Regions from separate parts of the Sus scrofa genome. Here regions 1 and 2 are each linked to region 3. A link is a contact called in public HiChIP or PLAC-seq data. All regions are on one chromosome and are shown on one strand. Each heading gives the region's core, a stretch centred on a gene start, on an enhancer-like site or on the middle of the called end of the contact. The rest is flanking DNA. Distances are from core to core; before and after follow the strand shown. Region 1 overlaps NRF1 (nuclear respiratory factor 1). Region 2 overlaps NRF1 (nuclear respiratory factor 1). Region 3 has its middle 26 kb from the start of ZC3HC1.

Region 1 (4,399 bases), core at 318-2,817, 260 kb after region 3:
AAAAAAAAATCCCTTTACAGAATATTACCTGCAATGACAGGCACCAAGATTCTGTCTTGGTTACAGGGAGCTGGAATCATCTAAGACCAGAATCTGTCTTTCGAATACAAAGACTCAGAAAGATCTGGGGACCTAAAGGGAAGGAGAATGAGATAACGAAACATGTAACTTGGCCTTGAGGACACTGGGGATGGACAGACCATGGTCAGTGGTGTCTATCTGCCTGATGGCAGGCACCTTCTTATAAATCTCTGACCTGAAGCCCTGACCTGAGTCCTAATGCCCAGAACATCCCTGGCTCATCAAGTTTACCCAAGCTGAGACCCCGACAGTCAGACCAACCTGGGTTTGCTTGCGTGCTAACTTCCTCTGGGGCCCTGAGGAGTCAACTCTGCAGGCATTCAGCTTTCAACATGGGAAGCATCTTAAAAGCATCTGAAGGCCATGGCCATGGCTCAGATGAATGCTAAGAATAGAGACCAATGCATAGTGGTCATTTTCATTGTAAAGGACCTCTTTTTCTCCACAGGGCCTAGATTAACAAGTCCTGGTAAACAATGAGGAATGCCTGAGACTCCGCAAGGACAAACATGAATCTAAACATTACAATGCCACTTTTGAGAGGCAGTCCTGCTCCTTCTGAAGGTATCCACAGGTCAGTATCTGTGCAGGAGACAAAGGCACCAAAGAACCCCAATAACTAGAAACTCCTCCAGCTATGGGAGCAACGTCTGGTGAGTGACAGAAAAGGCCTGCTAACTTTGGAGAACTGAATCTCAGTTTTGTCTGCCCCAGCATGCCTGAGGGACACAATATGTGTCTATCGTTACAGAGGCTTTCTGAACGATTCTCAGTGTGAGTGTTTGATAAACACTGGTAGTCGAGGCAGCAGTAGTAGGAGTTAATAGCTATTATGTGCTCATGATGCTGCAGGCACTACAGAGAAGCGGACTAAGTATTCTCCGCTGCCCCTAAAATTCATGCTCTCAATATATCCCCCTGGGTGGGGGAGACTGGGGAGTCAGAAAAACTGCCACTTCCCTCTGAGAGCTATTCTGGAAGGCATTTTTAGACTTGAGGAGGTCATAATGAAGGGAGCAGGAAAAGTGGACAAGCTTCTATGCTATGAAAGGGCTGAGTGAGCAACATACACGGGGAGGAGAACTGTAACCCCCTTGGGGTTCCTGCATCGAGAGCCCCGTTACACATCTCCAGGTTCCCATCTCTCAGAAGCAGCCACATGAAATCTCAAATTCATCCAATGGTAATAGCTTCTTTCAGCCTGTAACCTACAAAGCTCTGGATATTTAATCCTTTGGGGGGGGGTCACCATAAATCTCTTATAGCACCTGACCTCAAGATCACTACAGCTAAGAGAAATTTGCACTTGTGAGGCCACCAAGTGGAAATGGGCAAGTGGCCTAGGTCATGAATAAAGGGACTAGGAAGTGGGTCTAGGTGTCACCACTGCCTCCTGTCTCAGGTTTTCCTGCTCAGGACTCTGCAGTGCACAAAAATAGGCCAGTTCTTCTTGTAACCCTCCTGCCCAGCTGTTTGCTGGCTGCGGATTACTGTAGTCATGTGGTAGTTTTTTTTTTAGCAAAGCCATGCTGTCTACGAGCTGAGAAGGTCACTGGGAAGGAAGGCTCATGAAGTATTTCTGTTGCCCTCCCCTGGGCAGAAGGGGCACAACTTGCCAGAAGACCACAGTATGTTTGCTACGGCCTCTAGGTCAGTGCTATCCAACAGAGCGCTCTGCAAGGATGGAGATGTTCTGGATGGGTTTGGTCCATTAGAAGCCACTAGCTACACGTGGCTATTTCAACTTAAATGTGAATAAATTAAAACTACGTAAAAAATTCAGTACCTCAGGCCACAAATGACTACTGAGCACTCGAACTGTGGCTAAGTGTGAATAACTGAATTTTTGTTTAATTTTAATTAAGTTGCATTTAAATTCAAAGAGCCACACATAGCTAGTAGCTACTGAATTGGACACACCTTTAGATCTTGAGTTTTGATGCCATTTACTTATTTGCTTCTGTTAAGATTCATCATGATGCTGTCTTCTAAAGTGAGCAAAATACAGCTATGATCATTCCTTAAAATAAGCCTGCAAAATAGTGAGCCTCACCAAATAACAGTTTAACCACAAAAACAGGAAAGTGATGATTTTCGCTGGTTTTATACCTTCTTGGTTGGGTGGAGTGGCAAGATGGAGTGAAGGGGGCAAAAGCAAGCCCATATAGGCAGGAGAAAGAGTCTTGGAGGTCTGGGTTTGGTTTCCAGTTTCATCATTTAGTAGCTGAGCGATCCCGGGCAAGTCCTAGCTTTAGCTGCCTCTGCAAAACAGGGCTCTAAGCGCTGCTCTACCCACCTTACTGGGGGAAGGCGGAAGAACACAGAGTGCTCACTTAGTCAGTGGCAAGGGGGTCACGCTGGCGGTGGTAGTAGTAGTAAGACTAGTGGTAAAAAAATGAAAAGGAAAGAATGACGAAAGAAAGGAAAAAGATGAAAGCGCTAAATAATTATGCTCAAGGCATACAGACGGCAGATATAGAGCAAAACAGAAACAGTTATTTTCCGTATGACATCTATGAACACGTTTCCCAGAATGAAAACTATTCATCTTAAAAGTTAGCTGACTTAAATAGGGAAAACCCTGTCTGCAAACACAGAGTTTCCCTGAGCAGCATCCTGTTCGAGCCTGCTCTGTGCCGCTGCCGAAGCTCCCCAGTCACCCCAGTTGCAGGCCCCATTCATGTACTCAGCTCTTACCCTGCTTCTTTCTGAACCATAGCTCAGATCTCTCCTTATCTTATCTGTTCCAAGATATAACCTTTCCAGGTCTCTAAGTATGTCCTATTCCGCCCCCATTTAAAAAAGACTTATGGTTCTGAAGGGGAAGCAGCTGTAGGACCGATCGATCTTACAGAACGGGCAATGCCTCAGTTTGGTTTGCCTGATACCATCCTAGTATCTTAGCTTCCCTTCAGGTCTCCCTCTTTGTGGAAAGGAGGGCCATTTACTTTACAGGAGGGTGGCCTGAAAACCCACAGTTCCATAGGCGCTGCTCTCCAGGGACTGTCAGGATGGGGGGGCTTGCAGCCCAGGACTCTCAGCTCACATACAACGCTGGTGCTCAGGGGCTGCCTGCTTCCAGTCCCAGAGGAACTGAACGCACCATCTTCGCATTTAAAGGTACAAATACTATCAAAGAATCAAAGAACACAACAGTTCTTTTTAAAGCTATTATCACGTTTTACAGTGAATGAATATGAACCTTTAAATAAAACTTTACTTAATACATTTATTTACTTAAAATTTAATTACAATACTGAAGCAAACAGTGATTTAGGGCACACTAGAATAGCATATCAGTGTCTTTTGGAAGGAGCGACACTGACGTATTTCCTAAATTAATTTAATATTTACATCCCCACTGACTCTTTTGGGAACAGGTCCACATACTAATGTGTCCAGAGAATGAGGAGCACAGAAAAAGGAAGAATGAGAGATGGCTTTTATAGCTTATCAAAATGAAGACGTGGCATTTTAAAGAAGAGCTGGAACAGTCCATGTTGTAAGTAATGATGGATGATGGCGGTGGTGGTAAGGAGGAAAAAGTGAAAAAGTCGTCTTTCATGATGGAAGTTGAAATACAAGGCAGTTGCTCAGATGCGAAGAAACATTATGCCATCAGAAGTAACTAAGGCCACACTAACTACGGCAAACACTGCACTGGAAGAACAGCAGCCCTGGCCATGGGGAGTGATATAACCAAATGCAGGAGCCATTAAACAATGTCACCTTCAATCAAGGTTCCTTCGATTTCCTTTACTCAAGGTTACAGAAAAAGCTCTGATCTATTCTTGATTTTACAGTACTCATCTCTGGAGCATAAGTCCTTTACCTGCATAAGGTAAGCAGTTGGATGCATCCTAAAGACTGGAAAGCAGGGTCTGTGACAGTACTGTGTGCTCTAACAGCCTATTTGGGGGAATGCTGGAGGAGACATTGATGCTGACAGCTAATAATAATTTCATGTTTATGATGTCTCTATGTGTCAAGCACTGTGCTAAGCACTTTCCAGGAATCACTTTATGTCATGCTCACAACTACCTTCTGAGCATGGAAGTACTGCTACACTAATTCTTACAGCCGAAGCTTAGAGAGCTTATGTGCTTGCCCAAGATCACAGACCTTGGGAGTGGTGCAGCTTTTAGAGCATCCATCTAGGCCTGCAGGCCCTCCCACCTCCCTCACCCCTCCTTCTACTCTAAGTGCCATACCAGACACCCACGAAGTTAAATGACCCCAGCCACACTTTCTACGGCAGAGGTTCTTAATGTTTTGGTGAGGGGGGTGGGGGAATGGGAGATCTCTCTGCACATCTGAT
Region 2 (4,025 bases), core at 676-3,175, 290 kb after region 3:
TTTACCCCAGCCTGGTTTTCCTCGACCTGTGGAGTATTTCAGCATCTCTGGAATAAATGCCCGAAGCTGGGCCTAAAAAACAAGAGCATGGTCATCAGTAGTCACGAAAGACATCTGGGATATATTTGTGTCTCCCAACAAATTCTAAGGTTATAAAATAGAGAGTGTCCCTGGAGGCTATTGGAGAGTTCCAAAATGCAACACTGAGAACCAAATGTTTCCCATAGGTTATTGTAGCTCCATGAATGATGGAGAATTATACAAATGTTTGTAAAGTGCACCTTAAGCTGTGTTTCATACACCTGTTCCAGTAAGATCAAGAACATCTGCCTCCATGTTTGACTTCTGCCCCCTAAGATGCTTATTTCTCTTTTATCTTATTTTTTATTTTTTGGCTGCCCCATGGCAAATCGAGTTTACGGGCCAGGGATCAGATCCCAGCTATAGCTGCAACCTACGCCGTGGCTGCAGCAACGCCAAGTCCTTTAACCCACTGTGTTGGACTGGGGATCAAATATGCGTCCTGACGCTGTAGAGACACCACTGATCCCATTGCACTCTGATGGAAACTCTGCTTATTTCCCTTTTAGTATGTCCATACATTCAAGGTGTCAAACAAAGTCGACATGTTTTCAACACTGTGCTGGAGGAAGTAATCCGAATCATTAGATGAGAGAAATAAGAGATGAGAACAGATAAAATTTGTAGGTGATATGACTGTGGATCTGGAAATCTCCAGAGAATCAAATGAGAAACTACTATAAACAATAAGAGAATTTAGTAATGATGTGGTTATAAAATATATGGAAATAAATGGACTTTACTGAATAAAAAGGGAAAATAACCCTAAAACTCATCTTAAAAAGTTTCTAGTCCAATGTCTGACATACAGATATACATAATGAAGTATGTATTGATTTTAAACACATTATGGACTTCAAATTTTTTTAATATAAAAATTTTATTGAAGCACAGTTGGTTTTACAATATTGTATTAATTTCTGCTGTTTAGCAAAGTGATTCAGTTATACACACACGCACATTCTTTCACGGGTTCTTTTTCATGTGCTTCATCACAGGATACTGAATATAGTTCCTTGTGTTATATAATGGGACCTTGTGGTTTGTCCATCCCATATACAACCAGTTTGCATCTAATAACCCCTAAACTCCTAATCCATCCCTCCTAACAGAGGAATCTCTTGATTTCTATCCTAGCTGAAGATTTTCTCCCTGACATAAAGAAACAGACTGGAGATAGAGTAGGTTAGATGGGTGGGTCAGCTTACTGTGTCCTTGGGGTTGCAACCCAAGTCTTTGAGGAATTAAAAACAACTCTGGCTTCATTCAAATGTATTTTACAAATCAAATCCAGACCAAACAGATGCTAAACCACAGAGACAACTACCAATCTTCCTCCCTAGACCTACTTCTTTACTTTGAACCTGGTGGTCTATAGCTCCTCAGAGATAAGCAGCATCCTCCATCTAAGGACACACTCATATTGCATCTAGAGCCTAGGACCATAAGGAGAGGACAATTTTAGCAGGAGTCAGACCCAAGGACATGGGCCTATAGCTGTAAATTAGAGAAAGAAAAAGAGAGAAATGAGAATACTTAAGTATTAATGAGAGAATGAATACAGCAACATTGTATTGAAGAGACTATTTAAATATCAAATATTCTCATTTAAATATTATTTTACCAGAGGATAATGCCAATTAGTACATAATAGAGAATCATTAACCCAAAACAGTACTGTTCAGCTAATAAAGAAAGTTCAGTTAACAGTATTTACATCGTTAATTCCTGTGCCGAGCCTGCCATTTCACCTCTTTCTAAGTTCCCCATCTCCCAGACAGTCTCCTGCCTGCAGGATATGATATAATGCACTCACTCCATTATATATTTGGCTCTGCGGCATCAGGCAGCAGGCTAATAGAAATGTATCCATTTGCAAACCCAGGCTATCAGCTGGTTCATGAGGTCACTTCTTCAGTTATTTTAAGAAAGTGCATCTCAAAGTCATTTTCCCCTTTATCCTGGCTTCCTGCGAGCGTCTTTTTCTAGCCTCAGATAAACAGAGAAGGAAAAGGCTTATGTAATCCTCGCACACAATATTTACATTTTTCCTATATTAAAAAAAACAATGGCTTTCTCAGATGGATAAACAAAATAGACTCAATACCACAGACTTTTATAAGTCTCCCCTTTCTCTCAATCCCATTAACGGTCTTTGTATCCACACCTAACAAAGTGGGGAGATCATGAAATAAGAAGGCCAAATATCTCTAAATTAACAAAAAGCTAAAATTTTTTAAAGTCCTAAAAGATGTTTTATGTGCTAGAAATTTCTGGATGGGAAATGTTTCAAAACCCTAGGAAAAAGACAGTACAGGCTAACATGAGAAGCAGGAAAAAGAGAAGCAGCACAAAGAAAAGGTTACTTCCACAGGCAAAAACCCCATTCAGCTAAAAAACAGACCCAGTGAGAAATTAAGTTCCAATTCAGAGTCAGATCTTAGCTTTTTAAAGTACTAACTGTCAGCTGTATAAAATTTGCCCCATTTAGAGTTCCCTGGGGGCCTAGTGGTTAAGGATTTGGTGTTGTCACTGCTGTGGTTCTGGTTCAGTCCTGGCCCGGGAACTTGTGCATGCCATGGGTGCAGTCAAAAAAATTAATTAATTTAAAAAATAAAAATAAAATTTGCTCCTATATCAAAATAAGAGGCAAAAAGCACTTTCTATTATAAAAGTAAACTTTTCAAGTCTGTACAGATTGGGGATGAAGGACAATCTTTGCTTTTAAATGCATAGTGATAATATGACTTCACTGAAAGGCAATTTTCCACCAGACTATTTTCATACTGTCCCGAATAAACAGTGCCACGGCAAAAGGGAGATGAATAAGGTGAACGAGCTGTCCAGAACAGAAAGAGTTAAATCATTCCTTTCCAGAATTCAGCACTGTGCTCTCATTACCAGTTGGACTAATTACTGGTCCCGGAGAGTTTTGGAAACCCAAGCTACTCAATGTGCTTGTTAAGGGAGGTTTGTCTTTAATCCGCAGGGGAGACAATCAACAGGATCAGCAAAGGTAAAGCCCATCCTCTCCGGCTGGCCTCTAATTGGGCCACAACAAGCTTTCCCAGCTTCCCATTCAGAGTTAGGGCTCTAGATGGGCTTCCAGTGCCCAGCGTGGTCAGCAAGGCCACCTCAACCTAGTAGAGAGTAGGAGATACCACTCTTTCCAGGGCACATTCAGCAAGAAAAAAAGATATCAAATTTATGCCAGTGGCAATCAAAAGTAAAGATTATGTGGAAACCACAGACGGTTTTGTTTTTTTTTTTAAAAAGACTTTTTCTAAAACTCTAAAAATTTTAATCCAGCCACAATGAAACAATATTTCTTCCTATGCTAGAAACTTCCCACTTGTAAACTTAGTTACTTCTTTGCTGTCCAAACAAGGCATAATCCTATATTCTTAAATACCCTTCTCCTCTTATTCTTTCCCTCTCTGCTCTGCAAGTACTCAAGATGAAGGATTTTGAAGCTCCTGATGTCCATTTAGGTTCAGTTACCAAGAAAAGGCGTTTCAAACCAAAACGTTGGCCAAGTCCACCTCTGAAGAGGTCAGAGAATACATAACAAATTTAAAGAAAAGGCAGTTGAAATCAAATCACACTGAAAGGTGATGTTTTCTATACTCTACAGGAATGTAGCAGGGAAGGAAAACTGAAGAATCTTCAGACTGTGATTTCATTATTTTAATTTAAAATTAAGAATTTCCATGTTGACGGTCCCAATCATACTCAAGTGGACATTTAAAGGGCATTAGAAAACAAAAGCAAAATGATGTTTTGCTCACTATTGGGGATTATCTGCACCACTGACCTCCGTTCATAGAGATAACTTAAGTAGCTTTTCTTTTTTTTCTTTCTTTTTTTTTTTTTTTTTTTTTTTTGCTTTTTAGGGCCGCACCTGAGGGCTATGGAGGTTCCCAGGCTTGGAGTCTAATCAGTAC
Region 3 (4,145 bases), core at 455-2,954:
GTCCTGTAATTGCCTGAGCCAGTTCCCATAACAAACCTCTTTCTTTATATCTGTACATATCCTATTGGTTCTGTTTCTCTGGAGATTTCTGACTAATATAGATGGGATTGAGCTCATGAACTTACTTTCCCAAAGCATTTGTTTTCTTCCACATGCTAGGCCATCGCTTCAAGCCCAGGCGGTTATTCATTCTTCTTGTGGGTTGTTCCTCTGGAAGTTTTTGGTTTGACCTTTCTGGTAACCCAATTTTCCTGATTTAATTCTTTTTTTTTTTTTTTTTTTTTTTGTCTTTTTGCTATTTCTTTGGGCCGCTCCCACGGCATATGGAGGTTCCCAGGCTAGGGGTCGAATCGGAGCTGTAGCCACTAGCCTACGCCACAGCCACAGCAACGCAGGATCCGAGCCGTGTCTGCAACTTACACCACAGCTCACGGCAACGCCGGATCGTTAACCCACTGAGCAAGGGCAAGGACCGAACCCGCAACCTCGTGGTTCCTAGTCGGATTCGTTAACCACTGCGCCACGACGGGAACTCCCTGATTTGATTCTTTATTTGAATTTTTTTTTCTTTTGACAGACCCTTTTAAAAAAGGAAATTGCCTAAGATTTCATTTTGCTATTTTACTATCCATAAAGCATTATAAGTCATCTTTCTAAGGAATTTTCCCACTTAGACATAGTGAGGCTAGATGGCTTAGGGGATACATATCATCTGCGTTAGTTGTCTCTAATGGCTCTCTTGCCAGCAAATAGGATTTCCAACACTTTCCTCTCTACCTCCCAGGTCAGAACCTTCTTTTGCAGTCTTGGTCTCAGACGTCAAGGCAGGTGGTTGTATCTTGAAGACCCCTGGCTGTTCAAGGCCATTCCAGCTTCCTAGTTTGGCCACTCCTACCAGTCTTCAGATTCTTGTTTTTACTATTTTTCTCCACTGAGGCCTCTAGAATTCTATGTTCTGTTTTAACAAAAGTTGCATTTCTCAAGTCCAAGTAGATTTTGTTTTCTCAGAGGTTAAGACTGAAGCTCGGAGTTCCTCTCGTGGTGCAGAGGAAATGAATCCGACTAGGAACTATGAGGTGGCGGGTTTGATCCCTGGCCTCACTCAGTTGGTTAAGGATCCAGCATTGTCATGAGCTGTGGTGTAGGTTGAAGACGAGGCTCTGATCCCACGTTGCTGTGGCTGTGGTGTAGGCTGGCAGCTACAGCTCCAATTAGACTCCTAGCCTAGGAACCTTCATATGCAGTGGGTGTGACCCTAAATAGACCAAAAAAAAAAAAAAAGACTGAAGCTCAGAGACATCTAATAATAAGCTCTGTCATACAGCTAGAATGTGACAGAGCCACGCCTAAATCCACGTTCCCCAGCCTTCTGTTCCTTCCATTATAACAGGGCTTGGGAATATCTTTCAGCGTGGTGAGTCTCTGATTTTCTTTTCCTGAGCACAAAGTTGAGATCTGCCTCTCACGGCAGAAAGAATACCCGTGTCCAGAATGAGTCCTTTGCCTCGCTTTTTTTAGATTTTAGCCAACATGAATAGCCTTAGCAGATGGAACATTCTCTTCGGGGGCTTTCCTCATTTACTTGTCAAACTCTTAGACCAGTTGTGGCTGCTTCGGAGCCAGCTTTTAAATCCCTTCCACCCTGTTCCATCTTAGGAACAGAAACAGCTGCATGTACAGAGCAAAAGAACAAACACTTCTTCCTCCTCAGTTTTCCTTGCTATTTTTAGTTTTACTCCTATTCTGAGTCTCCTTTGGCTTTGCATAGCCGTGATCTGGCTCGGGTGACCCATGGCCTTGGAAGTGAATGCTGTGCCTGAGCCCTTTAATCAGAGACCATGGTTCCATCTTCATCCCAGCCTCTCTTTTCTCATTGCTTCTTGGCTGAAGTGGCAGTGGTGGCGGTGATTACTGTCTTTCTGTCCACAGCGCCTCTCTGGTTGAATCAACTGTTGTGTAGCTAAAGCCAATTAGGAAGAGAAGGAATGGGAACATTGATGAAATTTCTCTGGGGGGCCTGGGGGACCGTGGTATATCCAAAGATTCAGACCAACTTAATATACTTTCCAGCTTTCTGTCCTCACTTCTGTCAGCTCCCTGTCCATATCCTAGGGTTAGATTTGGGGAAAAAATGGCTGTTTCCCATGCAAGTCACCAACAGCCCTCCAGAGGGTGGAAGTAAGAACATACAGTCTTAGACCTGGAAGGATTTACCTCCAAGACTCTCACTGTTCTCATGAGGAAGCCACGGTCACAGAGACAAAATCATTTTTTAGCCTCCATGTCCATTTCCTAGCCGGTCTCATCCAGCTCGACCAAACCTAAGGAGGAGAATGAAATGCCCACGAGAGTCAGTCTCTGGGTGGCAGAATGGGTTTCGAGCGCTTTTGAAGTGATAGTGAGGCAAATACTGCAGCTGGGGTCCACTCCTCAGGCCTGAGAGAGGAACAATCTAAACAGGAAAACCTCTGAAAATTGATTTTTTACTACGATGAAGAGCTGTCACTGCAAGTATGTACTAAGTGCTGCTTAGTGTTTTAAAAAGCACTTTTCTAAACACTGCCTCCCAAGCCTGTGCTGTCTGCCTCCTGAGCAGGAATCTAGCTCAAAACAGGGAACGTTACAGACACGAAGCTGTTAAAAGTTGAAAGTAACCTAAGCATCTAACAACTGGAGAGTGCTTAGCTACATAGAGTATAAATCAGTGGAATGTAATTCAAACTATTGAAATGATCATTGTAATGATTCTGTTGATACGGAAATTTGTTTGCGAGATATATATGAGAAACAATGCCAGAGCATATATCTTCACTGTGATTTGTATACCCATGACTAAAAGAAAACTTGAGAAAATGAAAAGTCAAAGTAAGACAAAAAGACCAAAAAAAAAAAGTCAAAGTATTAAATGGGGTTATATAATTTTCTTTGAATTTTTTGGCACACTACTGTTGGTACAATGAATTTTTTAAAAAAAATCATCTCCTTAATCTTTATAGTTCTATAACCAATAGTCTGTGGCCTTGCAAAGATTTCTGGTAAGCTTTATATTCCCTCCTTAACCCATATCTAAAAGTTTTTCTATTTTATTGTTTCTCCTATACTTTTTGTATGCATTTGATGTAAGGTAGGTGAAAAACAATAAAAGTAATTAATGTGCAGAATGGGAGAAAGTATTTGCAAATGATGCAACTGATGGGATTAGTTTCCAAAATATACAAACAGTTCACACAGCTCAGTATCAAAAAAACAATGAAAAAATGGGCATGGAGTTCCCTGTGGCTCAGTGGGTTAAGGATCCAGCATTGTCACTGAGTCACTGCTGTGGCTTGAGTTGCTGCTATGGAGAGGGTTCTAGGTTCCTGGCCCTAGAACTAATCCGTATGCCACGGGTGCAGCCAAAAAAAAAAAAAAAAAAAAAAAAAGGAATGGGCGGAAGATCTAAATGGACGTTCTCTAAAGAAGACATACAGATGGCCAAAAGGCACATGAAAAGATAGCCAGTATCACTAATTATCAGAGAAATGCAAATCAAAACTACAGTGAGGTATCACCTCACACCACGCAGAATGGCCATCATCAAAAAGTCTACAAGCAATAAATGCTGGAGAGGGTGTGGAGAAAAGGGGAGCCTCCTACACTGTTGATAGGAATGTACATTGGTGCTGCCACAATGGAGAACAGTGTGGACGTTGCTTAAAAAACTAAAAATAGAGCTACTATATAATCCTGCAGTCTGAGTCCTGGCCATATATCTGGAGAAAACCATAATTCAAAAAAAGATACATGCACCCCAACATTCATTGCAGCACTATTTACATTAGCCAAAACATGGAAGCAACCTAAATGTCCATCGACAGATGAATGGATAAAGAAGATATGAATATTACTCAGCCATAAAGAATAAAATAATGCCACTTGCAGCAACACGGATAGGTCTAGAGATTATCCTACTAAGTGAAGGCAGACAAAGACAAGTGTATAATATTGCTTATATATGGAATCTAACAAAACAGAAAGATACAAATGAACTTACATACAGAACAGAAAGACCCACAGATGTAGAAAACAAATTTATGGTTACCAAAGGGGGAAGTGGGGGAGAGGGAAATATTAGGAGTTTGGGATTAAGATTATACCCACTACTA

The links. HiChIP or PLAC-seq counts read pairs in DNA pulled down with a chosen protein or histone mark.
Region 1: an H3K27ac HiChIP or PLAC-seq map of skeletal muscle shows a contact between it and region 3. The contact joins two enhancer-like sites. A contact is called at or near these places in 3 of 47 Hi-C or Micro-C datasets (epiblast stem cells, heart right ventricle and skeletal muscle) and 1 of 2 datasets of contacts at active chromatin or transcription factors (skeletal muscle).
Region 2: an H3K27ac HiChIP or PLAC-seq map of skeletal muscle shows a contact between it and region 3, with 5 times the contacts expected there. The contact joins two enhancer-like sites. A contact is called at or near these places in 1 of 47 Hi-C or Micro-C datasets (blood) and 1 of 2 datasets of contacts at active chromatin or transcription factors (skeletal muscle).

The regions. Positions count from the first base shown.
Region 1 is chr18:19,024,559-19,028,957 of Sscrofa11.1, forward strand. The region is part of intron 10 of NRF1 (nuclear respiratory factor 1); the gene reads right to left. Among named protein-coding and RNA genes, the nearest start is that of MIR182, 40 kb to the left of the region's middle. Within about 2 kb of position 1,568, at least 2 of the 83 cell types and tissues checked have an H3K27ac peak or open chromatin away from gene starts, as enhancers often do. A contact at or near this core is called in skeletal muscle, where this site is marked.
Region 2 is chr18:19,053,571-19,057,595 of Sscrofa11.1, forward strand. NRF1 (nuclear respiratory factor 1) reads right to left here. Exons shown (of 11, transcript XM_021078993.1): 6 at 1-72. Among named protein-coding and RNA genes, the nearest start is that of MIR182, 69 kb to the left of the region's middle. Within about 2 kb of position 1,926, at least 2 of the 83 cell types and tissues checked have an H3K27ac peak or open chromatin away from gene starts, as enhancers often do. A contact at or near this core is called in skeletal muscle, where this site is marked.
Region 3 is chr18:18,765,022-18,769,166 of Sscrofa11.1, forward strand. No RefSeq gene overlaps it. Among named protein-coding and RNA genes, the nearest start is that of ZC3HC1, 26 kb to the left of the region's middle. Within about 2 kb of position 1,705, at least 2 of the 83 cell types and tissues checked have an H3K27ac peak or open chromatin away from gene starts, as enhancers often do. A contact at or near this core is called in skeletal muscle, where this site is marked.